Linked DNA regions of Macaca mulatta: region 2 is linked to region 1. A link is a contact called in public Hi-C data. All regions are on one chromosome and are shown on one strand. Each heading gives the region's core, a stretch centred on a gene start, on an enhancer-like site or on the middle of the called end of the contact. The rest is flanking DNA. Distances are from core to core; before and after follow the strand shown.

Evidence for each region. A called contact is a pair of places that touch in the nucleus more often than the background predicts.
Region 2: a contact with region 1 is called in a Hi-C map of fetal cortical plate, with 1.9 times the contacts expected there. The contact joins the promoter of EPHA4 here to the enhancer-like site in region 1. A contact is called at or near these places in 2 of 14 Hi-C or Micro-C datasets (fetal cortex germinal zone and fetal cortical plate).

The regions. Positions count from the first base shown.
Region 1 is chr12:126,677,536-126,684,405 of T2T-MMU8v2.0, reverse strand. EPHA4 (EPH receptor A4) reads left to right here. Exons shown (of 17, transcript NM_001260870.1): 15 at 2,892-3,085; 16 at 6,412-6,567. Among named protein-coding and RNA genes, the nearest start is that of EPHA4, 140 kb to the left of the region's middle. Within about 2 kb of position 2,810, at least 3 of the 40 cell types and tissues checked have an H3K27ac peak or open chromatin away from gene starts, as enhancers often do. A contact at or near this core is called in fetal cortical plate, where this site is marked.
Region 2 is chr12:126,819,292-126,826,161 of T2T-MMU8v2.0, reverse strand. It overlaps EPHA4 (EPH receptor A4), which reads left to right and starts at 2,403. Exons shown (of 17, transcript NM_001260870.1): 1 at 2,403-2,525; 2 at 5,981-6,048. The coding sequence starts at 2,435.

The DNA of each region.
Region 1 (6,870 bases), core at 1,561-4,060:
AGAGTAATAGAATTTAATTACAAACATCTCCAGTGAGAAAGAAAGAAAAAAAAAAAAAGTAAATGAAAGCCCTAGATCAAGGGGTCTTCCTGGAACACATTTTAGCTAATCCTGGAAAAGTTTACATTAGTGCTGGAAAGATTGGGAATCATATTAAAATTAAATGGCTACCTATACTTTTTGAACTTGCCTAATTTTTTTATGTATGTGGTAGGCCATTATCAGAGAGGGTTTACAAATGCAAGGTATTCAGTTTATCAGTTTGAATTATATTTTGGAAACTTCTTTTCAATAATTATCTTTGTGGTGGAATGTTACCTATCCATCTGCTTTGTCTTCCTCCAACAACAGGAAGTTGCGCAGCCTTGACGGTTACAACCAGGTGCGCTTAAGAAATAGCATGCAGGCTGCCTTATCAATTAAAGAATGTTTGGAGCAATAGAGAAAATGATGCACTCCGTGTCTGGTGGGGCAAAAAGAATTCTCTATGCTGAGCAGCCAGATTAAGGGGAATGGTAGTGTTCACATTGTATTATCTGTGAATTATAACAGAAGATTCATAGCAGTTAGGAAGAAAGCAGCTAGCCTAAGTCATAGTAATTACAGGCTGGAAAAAGACTATGGAGGTGTGAATAGCATGTAATCTATTGCTTATATGATTATGTTATGCAGACAGCTTCTAGTAGCTTCTTATAGCCACGTTTGGATTCAGGTTAGAGACTCTCAGGGGGACAAAGACAAAAAACCTAAATGAGCAAATAGTAAATGTAGTTACTGTAATTATTTGATACTTAGGCTTTATTTTTCTTTACTGAAGTCATGACCAAATGTTCGTAAGAACAGAGAATCTAAAGATGTCAGTTTTTCCACCCTAAATATGTTCAGATCTGTAATTTTGGCAGTTTCTATATACATATACATTAAAACAGTTCTTTTGTTTTGAACTTTCAGTTCTCTGGCTTTCTCCATGAAAAGGCATCTGAAGCCATTTCTTGCTCACAAATAATATTGATCTATTATTTGTCTCTGTGTTGGATTCTATGTAGAACAGGAATCAATAGGAAGTGTATCTGGAGAATTACTTTGATGTGTAGAATTAATTTGGCATATGGTAAATGGAGTGAAAGTAACTGTTGAAAATATGTCAAACTTAGCAAGTTTTTTGTTTGGTTTAATCCTCTGCCCCCCAAAATATTTAGCAGTAAACTGAGAAAATATGCTTTGCTAACCTATGAGCCATCTTCCAAGCTGGCAGTGGATAGGGAGCTTATGAAAGAGCATTAATCAGTCTGAGGGGTTATAACAATATATGTTCCCCTGGCATCAGCCCAATACTGCTTTCATTCTCCTCAATTCAGTGCAAAATGTTCTCATCAAGTCTAGAGTCAACATCATGCACCTGGAAAGATAAAAGAAACCCAGGTGATCAAACTGACGTAGTGTAATTGCTAGAAACAAATAGAATAAGGTTCAATAAGACAGCATAGAGAAGTCTGCTTTACAAAGAAAAGTAGGTGATACTGATACATGATATTGGCAAAATACATAGGAGAAAAAGGATCAGAGGGCTCAATAAATCACAAGATGATTTGTTAAACTGAAACAGTGCTCTAATTAAGAAGACCACAGTCATACTAATCCAAAGACACTGGACCCAACAGACTGTTTTCTGTCGAAGGCCAATTTCTGAGCAGTCAATAGACCCACCACAGGGTGAGTCCAATGAAGTCATTGGGATGGCTCAACCACTGGTTATCTCCCTGGCAGCTATCATGTTGATAGAAAGAAAAATAAATGGAGTGATTTAAAGCAAATAAAATGTTTAGACTCCCAAACAAATAAAAGCACCTCCAGAATCTCAGAGGATATCCATAAACAAAGATAATGAGTAGCCAAAAAGCTGTGAAGTAATTCTCTATAAATTTGGTATGTCCTACCATATTACTTTATTGGAATTTATACCCCAAAGTGGGGGGAGGATGTTAGGGAAAAGTCTATAAGAAAATAATTTAATGCCTGTGAAGACAGATGAGAAAAATTAGAATTAGCAAAGAGACTGTTGAATGAGTTATTGATGACTTACTAGGCAAGTAGACTGCTCTGGGCACTTTCGATGGTCTTGGCCAATAAGACAATTATCATCTACCATTGTAGCTTCCTTCCTTAGATGTGAGAGGGTCTCCTTCAAAATGTAAATGCCCCAAAAGAAGGAATTTTTTAAATTGTTTTTTACTTTTTTTAAAAAAAATCTACTTACTAACACCTTTAACAGGGTCGACTGACAGCCAACTGAGACTAAGAAAGAAATTCAGAATTGGTGTCTAGGGGTAAAATAATCCAAAAGAAAAAATGGCTGGGCATCTGGACTTGGACTCTGGTGTTGACCCACTAGCTGTCTATGTAAGAGGATGGGGGCTTAAAAGGATGCAAAGAAAATTCCATTTTGGAGACAGCTATTAATTGCTTCCCAAGGGAGGTCTTTAGCACTATGTCAGAGTCTCTTTTGCTAAGAGTGTTTAGGTGTGCTAATGTTGAAGAGCAGAATGGAGTGGGGCAGGGGACTGGAGGCAGGGGGCAGGGCCATGTGATCTCTGAGGGCCATCACCAAAACTGACACCACATTGCAGATCTGATTGGGCTCTAGCCACTTGGGAACATTGGTGATTGATGCGTCTTCCCTTTAGAGTACATTTCATAGCAACAGCTGGCTTCCCTCTCCTGTTGCCAGTGATACTCAGGTCTAGCTTTGGCTCATGTGAAGCAGTTGGAGCTGTTCCCAGGCTCCAGCTTGCTGGCAGCTTCATGCACAAGAAACATGCCAGTCAGAAGGGTGAACCTTGAATAGCAGCTTTGCCTGGCAGGTTAACGTACGATCCTGTTGTCTTCCATAGGTGATTAAAGCCATTGAGGAAGGCTATCGGTTACCCCCTCCAATGGACTGCCCCATTGCACTCCACCAGCTGATGCTAGACTGCTGGCAGAAGGAGAGAAGCGACAGGCCTAAATTTGGGCAGATTGTCAACATGTTGGACAAACTCATCCGCAACCCCAACAGCTTGAAGAGGACAGGGACGGAGAGCTCCAGGTCAGCCATGCTTACTTAATAGTGATGTATGAAAGAACACGTTAGAGGAGGCAGGCAAGTGGTGACTCACTTAAATTCCTGCCTTTTCATCAGAGGCCAGTTCACGGCTCTCTGCAAACTGGGTGGCTTCTTTCTCAATTAGTACAGTATTTAAGGTAGTTCTGTTCAGCATTTTGAATAACTTAATACCTGTCAGGCATCAAATAGTTATAAGGAAAAAGCTTTAAAAAGTAATAATAGCAAAGAAATAACTGAAGTGCCTATTTTAGGATGCCAGACCTGAAATTTAGGAAGAGGGATGAAATGTACTTTTAGAAGATGTTCAGATCAGCTATATTTTGAAATGGGGCAGAAACATTGGAATAGTAAGAAATAAAGATTAGAAGACAGGTCTCTAAGCACAGCAATTTTAAGTTGACTTATACAGTGTTAATTGTAAGAAAGAGATTCATTAATTTTCAGTTCTTCTGGTTTCCCTTTTCTGAGTCTTTCAGAGTAGGAGGAAACAGGGCCAAGATAGGAAATGATTGAGTTACAAAGCATGCAGATGAATGTTTGGGAATGATTTTAAAGACCAAAATGATTGGACCACCTAAAAGAGGTACTTATCTTCTTGGAATGAGCAAAATGAAGAAGCATATCAGTCTGTAGAGAACATAAAGATACTGTAAGTCCTACAAGTTCAGTGAGGACTTTCTATATGGAGAATGGACTTTACTGGTATAAGATTCGGGATATCTACATATCAGTAGTCTCTTCTGAAAGGGTGTCGACCATCTTTATCAGTTAAATAATTTTAGAATACAGGCATAATAGACCAGGTGACTCAGGCCTGCGAGAGGTGAGACACTCACTCATCTCCAAATCTGGGCTCCTCACAGGCTTCTGTTTCATCATGATCCTGTGTTAAAAATAGGACATTTTCTCCCACAGTATTTAAGGCCTTCCGATCTTTGCAGGCCCTGTGGTGTTCTCCTCTCATCTTTTTCCTGAAAACTTAGACTAAAGATCCTAAAAGAGAAGGAGTACACATTACGTGAAAAAAAAAAAAAAAAAAAAAGAGAGAACTGTGGAATAGATAGTAGAGATACCCGATATTCTCCTCCAGGTTTTCAAATCCCTGTCATTAGCCACTACACAAAATCCTCAATGGTCTAGCTCTTTTCAGAGAAAACTGAAAAGGATTGAATTAACATTTCACCTCTGCCACTTGGTCACTATGTGAACTAAAAAATAAAAAAAGTCTCCTACTATTGTGAGGCTATTTCTTGTTCTTCTGTTCTCCAAGAGGGTGAAATAGATGACTATAAGGCCTCCTTTCCAGATCCAGCTGACTTCTCTTCCACCTTTTAGATCTTCAGCACCAGAGCCCATGTATTTTTTCTGAGGGTCCATTCAAGGCCAGTTTTATGGTGTTTGGTACTTCTTCTGTTAGCATAAGTCATTCAACCACTCTTACCACATAGCATCTGCTTTGCCCCAAGGTACAAAACAAGTTGAGGTATTAGATACACTATTATCAGTTCTAAATTCTTTTCGCTGATGGTACTTAAATAGCTTTGAAGCTTATTATGGCTTACCTATAATGAGACGTAGTATAACATGGTATGTGACTCAGCACAAAATTAGGCTAATGTCATGGTGTGCCACCAAGAGCACAAAGGCTTCCAGAACAAGCTTCAGAACAACCCTTAAAATTATTGACTTTGAGTGAAGATATTTTCATTGTAAGGTCGTTTTGACCTTGTCACTGCTCAGAGCCTACATCTTCCTCATTAACGCTTTTGACTTAAAGTCAGAAGTAAATGCAAACTATTGGCTTTTGTCTAATAACAAATATTATTGCTTTATAGTGACACTCAATTAAATGTCCAAAATTCTATGTGGTAACATTTGTTATTGACTCAAAATTGAAAGAATAATTACATTTTGACTCTTTTTGCTATAAACATTTACAGAATTGTACTTAGAAAATCAAATTCATATTGAAATAATGGACACAAAAGAAAGGTTACAATGGCAAGGTATTATTTGGACATGAAACTGATTGATAAAAAACATGTCTTTGTTAAAATATTTATATAAAAAATACAAATCAAGTCGATTTAGATGAAAATTAAAATGTAAAAAATCGAATTGGATTAATTCTGCTATGTAGAAAATTAAAGCATTATATTGACTTAATTTTGTTTTTACAAGGAAAGGGTTTTTTGGTTGAAAATTTAGTAGTAATGATATAATTCTGATTTAAATGTTTGTACTTAAATATAGTATCACATTGAAAATCAGGTCAAAGTGTTAAGATCAAACACATTCTGTAATTTTTAGGGAAAACAAGTTCAAAAACTATGACTTAACAAGTAGCAGTATTTTTCTACAGGTTATTATAATAAAGGTAGTATAAAATGCCCCCATGAAGCCCTACTCTGATTATTAAGCAATTGGATGATGAGGATGGCTAACTGTAATTCTCTTAATAGTTTTTATTAGTAAATGATTTTTTATGTGTCAATATCATTAGGAAAGGTAGAATTCCTACCTGTAATTGCTTGTGACAGTGACCTAATAGAAAACACCTGGCCTAAGAAATGAGTAAACTAATAAATAAGTTAATAAGAAGTGCTTTGAATTTGTTGAAATCATTATTCAGGAACCCCAGCAAGGGAATACGAGAAGCACATTCCGCAATCCAAACAGTGATCAAAGTGGCCATTCTTCTGCCAGCCTTGGCACTCGTGCTGGTCAGGCATGGGTTGATTAAAGAGGGGATTAACTCCCTGCTGTCCCAAGTTTGTTTGAATGCCCCAAGTCTGCCTGCAGACCTGGCTGGAAGCATGCTGGACTTGAATTCTTGCTGTTTTCTCTGCTTCCATCCAGTCTGGCAGCTTGCAAGCTCGCAGTTTTCCTTACTCATACTTCACTAGGGTTTCCATAGTTGCTGAACGAAAGTCTGTAATATTCAGTGCTGGCAGGGATTGGACTCTTTCTGCAAAGACTGAACAGGTTTCAGCCATGAGGGCTCTCCCAGTCTTCACCCCAGGCTTGGGTGTTAAAAGACCTGCTATGAGCATGAATGCCCTCAGAGGGCCACATAAAACAAGCGCAGGAAATAGAATTAAGAACAAATAGGATGATTGATATATGGTTTAGCAGCTTTGTGAAATTAAGAGCAAAATATCGCATGGTTACATTTAACAACAGTTGTTCCATTTAAAACCTTCTCTTAGCTTTTTGGTTCTCCTTGCCTAATTTGAGGCAATCAGATTTCAGTCTTCTTGTCTCTCTGGTACCTCCATTCTGCTTATATTTTCTTGTTCTGTTTCTAGACCTAACACTGCCTTGTTGGATCCAAGCTCCCCTGAATTCTCTGCTGTGGTATCAGTGGGCGATTGGCTCCAGGCCATTAAAATGGACCGGTATAAGGATAACTTCACAGCTGCCGGTTATACCACACTAGAGGCTGTGGTGCACGTGAACCAGGAGTAAGTACTCAACGATGTAACACGAAAGGGTAAATCTAGATTTAATAGTATTTTCTTTTTTTTTGCTTTGAGCTGCATAATCATCCTACTCATTTAAAAAAAAAGCAAAAACAAACTGGAATGCCTCTCGTTTTGATTGAGTGTAATTTTACACAGCCTCTATAAAGTAGCTACATTGTTGCATTAAATTGCTTAATGAAACTTTTTAATACACCTGCCTTGTCGTGCTGTATTAATTGTGGCTGATTCAAATGTGTGTCTGCATGAAGCCCTAGAAAAGAGACTGTCAGCCCCCATGACTTT
Region 2 (6,870 bases), core at 1,154-3,653, 140 kb before region 1:
TAACAATGCAGGCAGTCAGTTTCCCATTTCAACCACAGATACATGCAACACTCAAGCTCCTGCAGAGAGGCAACCAGCATCTATTGTTTAAAAAGGTTTCAAAAAGAATTCGGATTGCTCTTTTCTCTTTTGAATCTGTGTGCCAAATGACAGGGACCAATATTCGTCTTCTTTTTCTGTAAAACTCAGAAAGACATGAAAGAACCTAGGAATGCATTTCTTAAAGGGATTTAGTGCAATTGTTTTAAATAATTTATGCACGCACACACACATACATATATCCCCCGAGTACTTTTTTTTTTTTTTTTGCCTTTTTACTTGTGTGCAGTCAGTAACTACAATAACTGAAATCCACTTCTTTGGACTGTGACATTTAAGCAAATCTTGTATCTAGAAACCGAAATGCCCAGAGTCTCGCACAAGCTGTTCCTCTGGGCCACCAACTCACACAGCCGCCGCCCAGCGCCTCGGCACGCGCGCTCATCTTATGTAAAAGTAAAAGTTGCTCATGTCATTAGCTCGGCTCTGAGTTTGCATGAGAAACCAGCGCAGCTCTCGAGCCAAGGGGGAAAACACGATCTGCTGCGGAGCCCAATGACCTGAAACCGTAGCAGCGACTCGAGACCTGTCCTCTCCTCCACGCCGACCTACACCCCTCCCGCTTTATTTAGGATCTGCTTTTCCGAGAGCAGCCACTCAAGCAACCCCCGAAGGTTTGGTAGGAGTTTCTCCTTGAAACGCTTTCCGATACCATCTTTTGAAATCCAGCAGGTGAGAGTCACGACAGACTCCGGGACCTCTTGAGCGCTGCCCGCAGCCCCACGGTAGGAGTAGTGCAGGAGACTTGGCGGTGGCTGGAAAGCTCGCCCAACCGCACGTACCACCTCTCTGCTGGGTTGCGGGTTGCGGGTTGCGGTCTTTGTCCGCTCGCCCTTCCTCCGGGGCCGCACACTCCCGCATCTGGCCGGCAGGTGGCGCGGTTGGCTCACGATGAGCTGCGGCCCGGGTTGGAGAGGGGCCTCCACCTCCCCGCGGCCGCCCGGCCGCCGGGACCCAGGCTCCCCGGGAAAACCCGGCCCTGCTCCGGAGGGAGTCAGAGGAGGGGCAGCCTGGGAAGAGGAAGGGAGGCCTCATCGCTAGGAATCCGTGCTTCTGCCAACGCCTGAGGAAATGCACCGAGTGGCGTTGGGGACTGGTCCCTGGGACACCGGCTGCGCTGCCGTCGCCGGATCGCTCTTAGGTGGCTGAGTCCACGGCTCGGGCATCGGGGGACAGACCACAGCCCGATGGTGCCAGTGCCCCCGGGACCGGAGCAGCCGGGAGGGGCTGTGCGGGTCCTCCTGCTCGCCGTCGTCTCCCGGGGCAGGGAGGGCTGTCCCGGCTAGGTTGGAGCGGGGAGTTGCAGCAGCCGCTCCGGGCAACTTCCCAGTCCCTGTCTGCCTTGTCTGTGCAGCTGCGGGTCCCCGCACCCACACTTAAGCCTTTCGCTTCTACCCCCACCGCTCCCGGACAGCCCAGGCCCGGTTCCAGGGACTCCCCCCGACGCTGCCCCCGGGAAATCCACAATTGGTTCCTGCAGCCCAAGGCCCTGTCGGGGCGTCCTGGGCCCTGGGCGAGGTCCACGGCGTGTGCACAGGGGACGGGGCCAGCGGGGACTTCCTTACTGCTAGAAAGTCATTCCTTCAGTCTCTGGAGACAGTGACGGAGCCCTGCTGCGGGCTGGAAGTTGGGGACCGACTAGGTTCCCGCTCTCCAAGCATCTGGGGAGCCAGGGAAGAAGCAAGTCATGGAGCCACAAAACTCCCCTCAAAGAGCATTTCAGAGGGGGAAGCGCCATAAAGACAAAACAGGGCAAGGCGGCAGAGGGTGGCGGTGGCAGGCGCGCGTGTGCAGCTCAGCCTGGGCGCGCTGGACGCAGACAAGTCGACCCTCCTAAAGAAGCAACCGCAGAGGGACAGGTCAAGTTAGACTTCTTTTATTTCAATAAAAGAGCGTTTTCCTCCATTTCAAACTGCCCGTGGTGGGAGAAAAGGTTGCCAACCTCTTCTCTGGCTCCCCTCGGTCAATTCCAAGCTTTTCGAAGCTCCCTCCGCCGTCCAGGGGCTCGACCTTCGAGGTGACGTGGGGGATCCCGCTGGCTCCCTCCGGCAGGCGGGGGCGGGGACCCGGCAGTGCTCGCCCCCTCGAGCCCCGGGAGACCTCGCGCCCCGCGGAGCCCGGAGGGGGCGGAACCCTGGGGCGGGCCCTACGCGGTGAAGGCGGGGCCTCGGCTGTCCCGTCTGCGCCGCCATTGGCCGCGGGCCCCGGACTGGCGGGCTCACGTCACCGGCCGGGCCCGCCCCCTTGGCAATGTCTTCAGCCCGCTGCTCTCCTAACTTAAGCATTTATTCCACTGGGATAGAAGCGGCAGGAGCAGCGTTGGCACCGGCGAACCATGGCTGGGATTTTCTATTTCGCCCTCTTTTCGTGTCTTTTCGGGATTTGCGACGCTGTCACCGGTTCCAGGGTGTACCCCGCGAATGAAGGTAAGAGCGGGACGGCCTTTCTGTGGTCGGGGACAGCGCGGGGCCATCGCGGGTGAGGGGCCCTCAAGAGCGCAGGGCCAGGTGGTGCGGGGGGAGCCCGGCGTGAGCAGTGCCTCCCGATTCGGGAGAAGAGGACCGGGGCGAGGGGCTTGGCGAAGGGGCAGCGGGGAACTGCAGGGCAGCTTGCCCCGAGGCCGTGACCCGTGCACGCGGTGGGTCTGTCCAAGTTTGTAACGAAAGGCCAAAGTTTATCAGCATCCGCCAGCGAGGCCCGCTCGAGGCGCCCCGAGGGGATGCACGGGAGGCAACGCCAGGATTTGAAAAAAAAAAAAAAAAATTACAAGAACCACGTCCTCTCCGGAGCCAGCCCAGGGCGAGGGGAAAACGCAGCCTGGAGCACAGTGAAGCCTTGGTGCTCCCGGGTTCTAGCGAAAGCCTTTCGAGCTCTGGTTTCTGCAAAGTTTCCCGAGCCCTGCGCTTCTCGGGACCGGGCTGCGGGGCCTGCTCCGCAGCGCAGCGGTCGTGGCGCTGCTCGTCAGGCGCCAGTGACCTGGTTTCTAGCACCTGGAGTCAGACACCTTTCTCCTCACCAAGCCCAGCGCCCCGAGGGTGCCATTGCGGGCCTGAGGGGCCCGGGCTCTTCACCCCGCAGACTTGGGGAACCCGCCGGCAAGTTGAACGCAGTCGAGTTTTAGCTTTTCGCCCCAGAATTGCACACTGTTTAGAGCTAACGTGCGGGATCGACGGGACCCGTCTGGGTGCTCAGTTTTCTGTACATCCGTTCGGACGTGCTGGGAGGATTGTATGTGCCTGTGTGTCTGTGTCGGGAGATGGGGCGGCGGGGGGGCGGGGGCGGTGATCATTTAGATACTGAGAAACCCAGGGAGAGGCGAACGGTGTGTGTGTGTGTGTGTGTGTGCGCGCGCGCGCGCGCGCGCATGCATGTATGTGTGTGTGCATGTCTGCGTGTGTGTGCATGTCTGCGTGTGTGTGCTTGTGTGTGTGCGCGCGCGCGTGCAACTGCGTATATGTAGGTGCGCGAATGCCTGGGTGGAAGCGGACGCGGAGGATTGTATGTCTGTTTGCAAATGTCCTGAGTGTGTGCGCGTGTGTTCGAGTGTATGCTCGTGCTGTGTTCCAGAGTATGCTCGTACATCGGCCTGCGTGCATCTAGTCTTACATCTGTCTCTCATTCTTCTCCTTTCCGGCATCCATCTATCCATACGTCCATCCATCCGTCTATCCATCCATTTCTGCATCCATCCATCTCTCTGTGCATCCATCCGTCCGTCTGTCCATGCATCCATCCATAATGCATCCAGCTATATATCTGTCCGTCCGTCCGTCCATCCGTCCCTCCATCCGTCCATCCATCCACCCATTCATCCATCCATCCATCCATCCATCCATCCATCCATCCATCCATCCATTCATCTTACCATCTCTCCAGACATCCGTCCATCCATCCCTGTGCACTCTATCGTTTTCTCTGTTCCGAAGGAGGGAGCCAAAAACCAACTTAGCTCAGCCGGTACCCGGAGCTCTCCGGAGAGACGGAGGCTCTGAGAGATTTATACACCTGCCCACAGACGTCGCTTGGGAGGAAAGGGGCGCTCTCTCACCCTCTGGGTCTCCCCTATCCTTCTGACGTGGCTTCTGGTGGTTCTGGTGCCATCTCGGCCGCCGCCGCCCCTCGGTCCCTAGGGTTATTCATTCTCCTGAGCGGAATCGTTGATCCCGCGTTCTCCTGGCCACTTCACACACTTGTTAGGACGTCCCCTGAGACCTCTCTCGCCCCAGATGTAGAGACTGTTTGCTTTCTTTCTTTTTTTTAACCCCCCCCCCCTTTTTTTTTCTTTTAGGAGAAAAACTTAGGAGCCCAAGACAAAAAGGCGCTGAGAGCCCTAGGCTCCTGTTGAAGGGGAGGGAGGGATGTCTGTTCCCCTCCCCTCCCCCATCTCCCCCATCTCCCCCTTAAAAATTAATTCACTTTGTTGCTTTCTATTCCCATCACGTTTCCTTTTCTCCCTTTTACCCTCCCTTTCTACTCCCTCCCTTTTTTTGTAAATTGGGTCTTATTGTTTCCTTTGTGTCCCTAATCCACCTTACATAAATCCAAATGGATGTAGCGGGCCTTTCTCTAGGGACAGAGAGGAGAGAATGGTTGCGGTGGTGGGGGTGGGGGAGGGAAGGGGGTGGGTTGCGGTGGTGGGGGTGGGGGAGGGAAGGGGGTGGGAACTCCAGGCAGGAGCGACCCAGGGAAGGCTCTACATTTTAAAATCATTAACAGACCCCAGGAATTCAGACTCCCCGGGAAAACTAGGGAAAAGAGACTGATTTTTAACTCCATTGACTTTGAGGTGTAATGAGAGGGAAAGTGGGCAGAATCCAGGGGCCTGGGGGTAAGCTTGAGAGTTGGGGTGCGCATGAGCACAGAGGAAGGCTTCCCATTCCCACCCCTCCCCCAGCCTGAGGAGCCAGCCTGGCTGATCAAATTAATAACCCAGTGTTTTCCTGTGAGGTGGGCCTTTCGACACCCAGGACTGCAGATCTCGGTGGGAAAGAGAGGTTTTGAATTCATTGCGTCCTTTTGGATGTTCCCCTTACCTAGCGCTGTTCTAGCCTGAGCGGGGGACCGCAGCTCGGTAGGCTGTCCTCCCTTCCCCCCAAGCTTTGACGCACTCTTAGGTGTAGCACAAGCACACTAAAGCCCTTAGGCAGCACTCCATACCTAAAATTCAAGCCAGTGATATCCTAGGGGTGGAAGACGAGTCTCTGATTGTCCCCAACACATCTTGAGAAAGAGAGACTACTTGAGGTACATTTGCATTCTGATTCTGCACGTCTGGCATTCCCTCTTTCTGAAACTTTGATATTTAAAAAAACAGCGGATACCATATTCATGGACTATTTACTTGGTTGTGGAGGGGAAAATGTTAGGGAGAGCCTTTGCCTGACCCTTTGGATAGGATACTCTCTGATAGAAGAGAGAATTCACTTGTGGCTCTGTCACCCTGATGAGTTATGTGGTCATCTGAAACTTGCAAAAACAAATAATTCTGGTAGATACCAGACAGAGATGAATGCAGATTTAGCTCTGGAGTGCAACTGCTCTACATAGATGTATTTATCTTTTTGAATTGTACTTCAGATTCTCTATTCATCCTTTTTAGAAAAATGAATCAAGTGAGTCCTAGGATGGAATTTTAAATGCTAAGTAAGTTAAATAAATAAGAACCTGCAGATTTAAAGAGGGGGAGAAGATCAAATGAGTAATGATTATTTACATAAGTGAGCCCAAGTTTACGTTTTGATCAGTGTTGGATATGCGTGCCCTCAGCACATATGGAAACGCTCAAGCAAATGGTTTTTGTGTTACTGGCTTTTTGCAATTGGAAATTAATCTATTTTTCTTTTGTTTTTTGTTTTGTTTTGTTTTGTTTTGTTTTTTGCAGTTACCTTACTGGATTCCAGATCTGTTCAGGGAGAACTTGGGTGGATAGCAAGCCCTCTGGAAGGAGGGGTAAGTCCTGAGTTGCTCTCTGATCCAAAGGGTAAAAGAGGAGTGATTAGTAACTTTCTGAGAGTCCTAATGGCTTGATTCTTGTTGATTGTGGTGAGGGGGTCAGATTTCCGCTGTGGCCTATGAAGTGAATTACGCTTTGTTGGAGAAATCCTATACTCCCTTTGGATAGCTCTGTCATGGAAGAACTAGAAGCCAAAAGGGCAGAAAGGGGTTTCAAAATTAGGAGATTGGTGGAGGCATAGACTTAGATGCCTATTTAAAACTAAAATACCGACAGGAAATATGATCCGGGGACCAAATTAGAATTTATGCCTATTACTGTGATGGCCGTGAAGTCCTGACAGGGTTAATTTAAGAGCAATTGTCCTGCTTCCAGATGAAAAAAAAGAATAAATAAAGATACGAGAGAGAAGACATTTCTAATTGTACCTGCATGAACTGCAGGAAGGCTCTGTACCTTGCTCTCACTCTTAAGTCAGCTGCTGTTCTCTTGCACACTGGGAGACAGTCACGTGAACTTGTGTCAGAAAAACCCCAAGCTTGTGCATTCATGGTGCTAAATATGAAAAGTTTAAGTGTCTATAACCTTGAAGAATCTTTGGGGATTGAGTAGGCTGGATTATAAAGTCTGAAGAAAGCATCACTTCATTTCTTCTCAAATTTATAACACTTGTCATTGCTGCCTCCATCTTACCAGGTCAATGGCCACGTTCTCCTACTCCCCCTAAATCACCAGTCAGAATGAATCAGCTTTGGAAAGAAAACAGTACAACATGTAACTGACTTCTGCCAAACTGAAATAACTCTCGAATCCTTTAA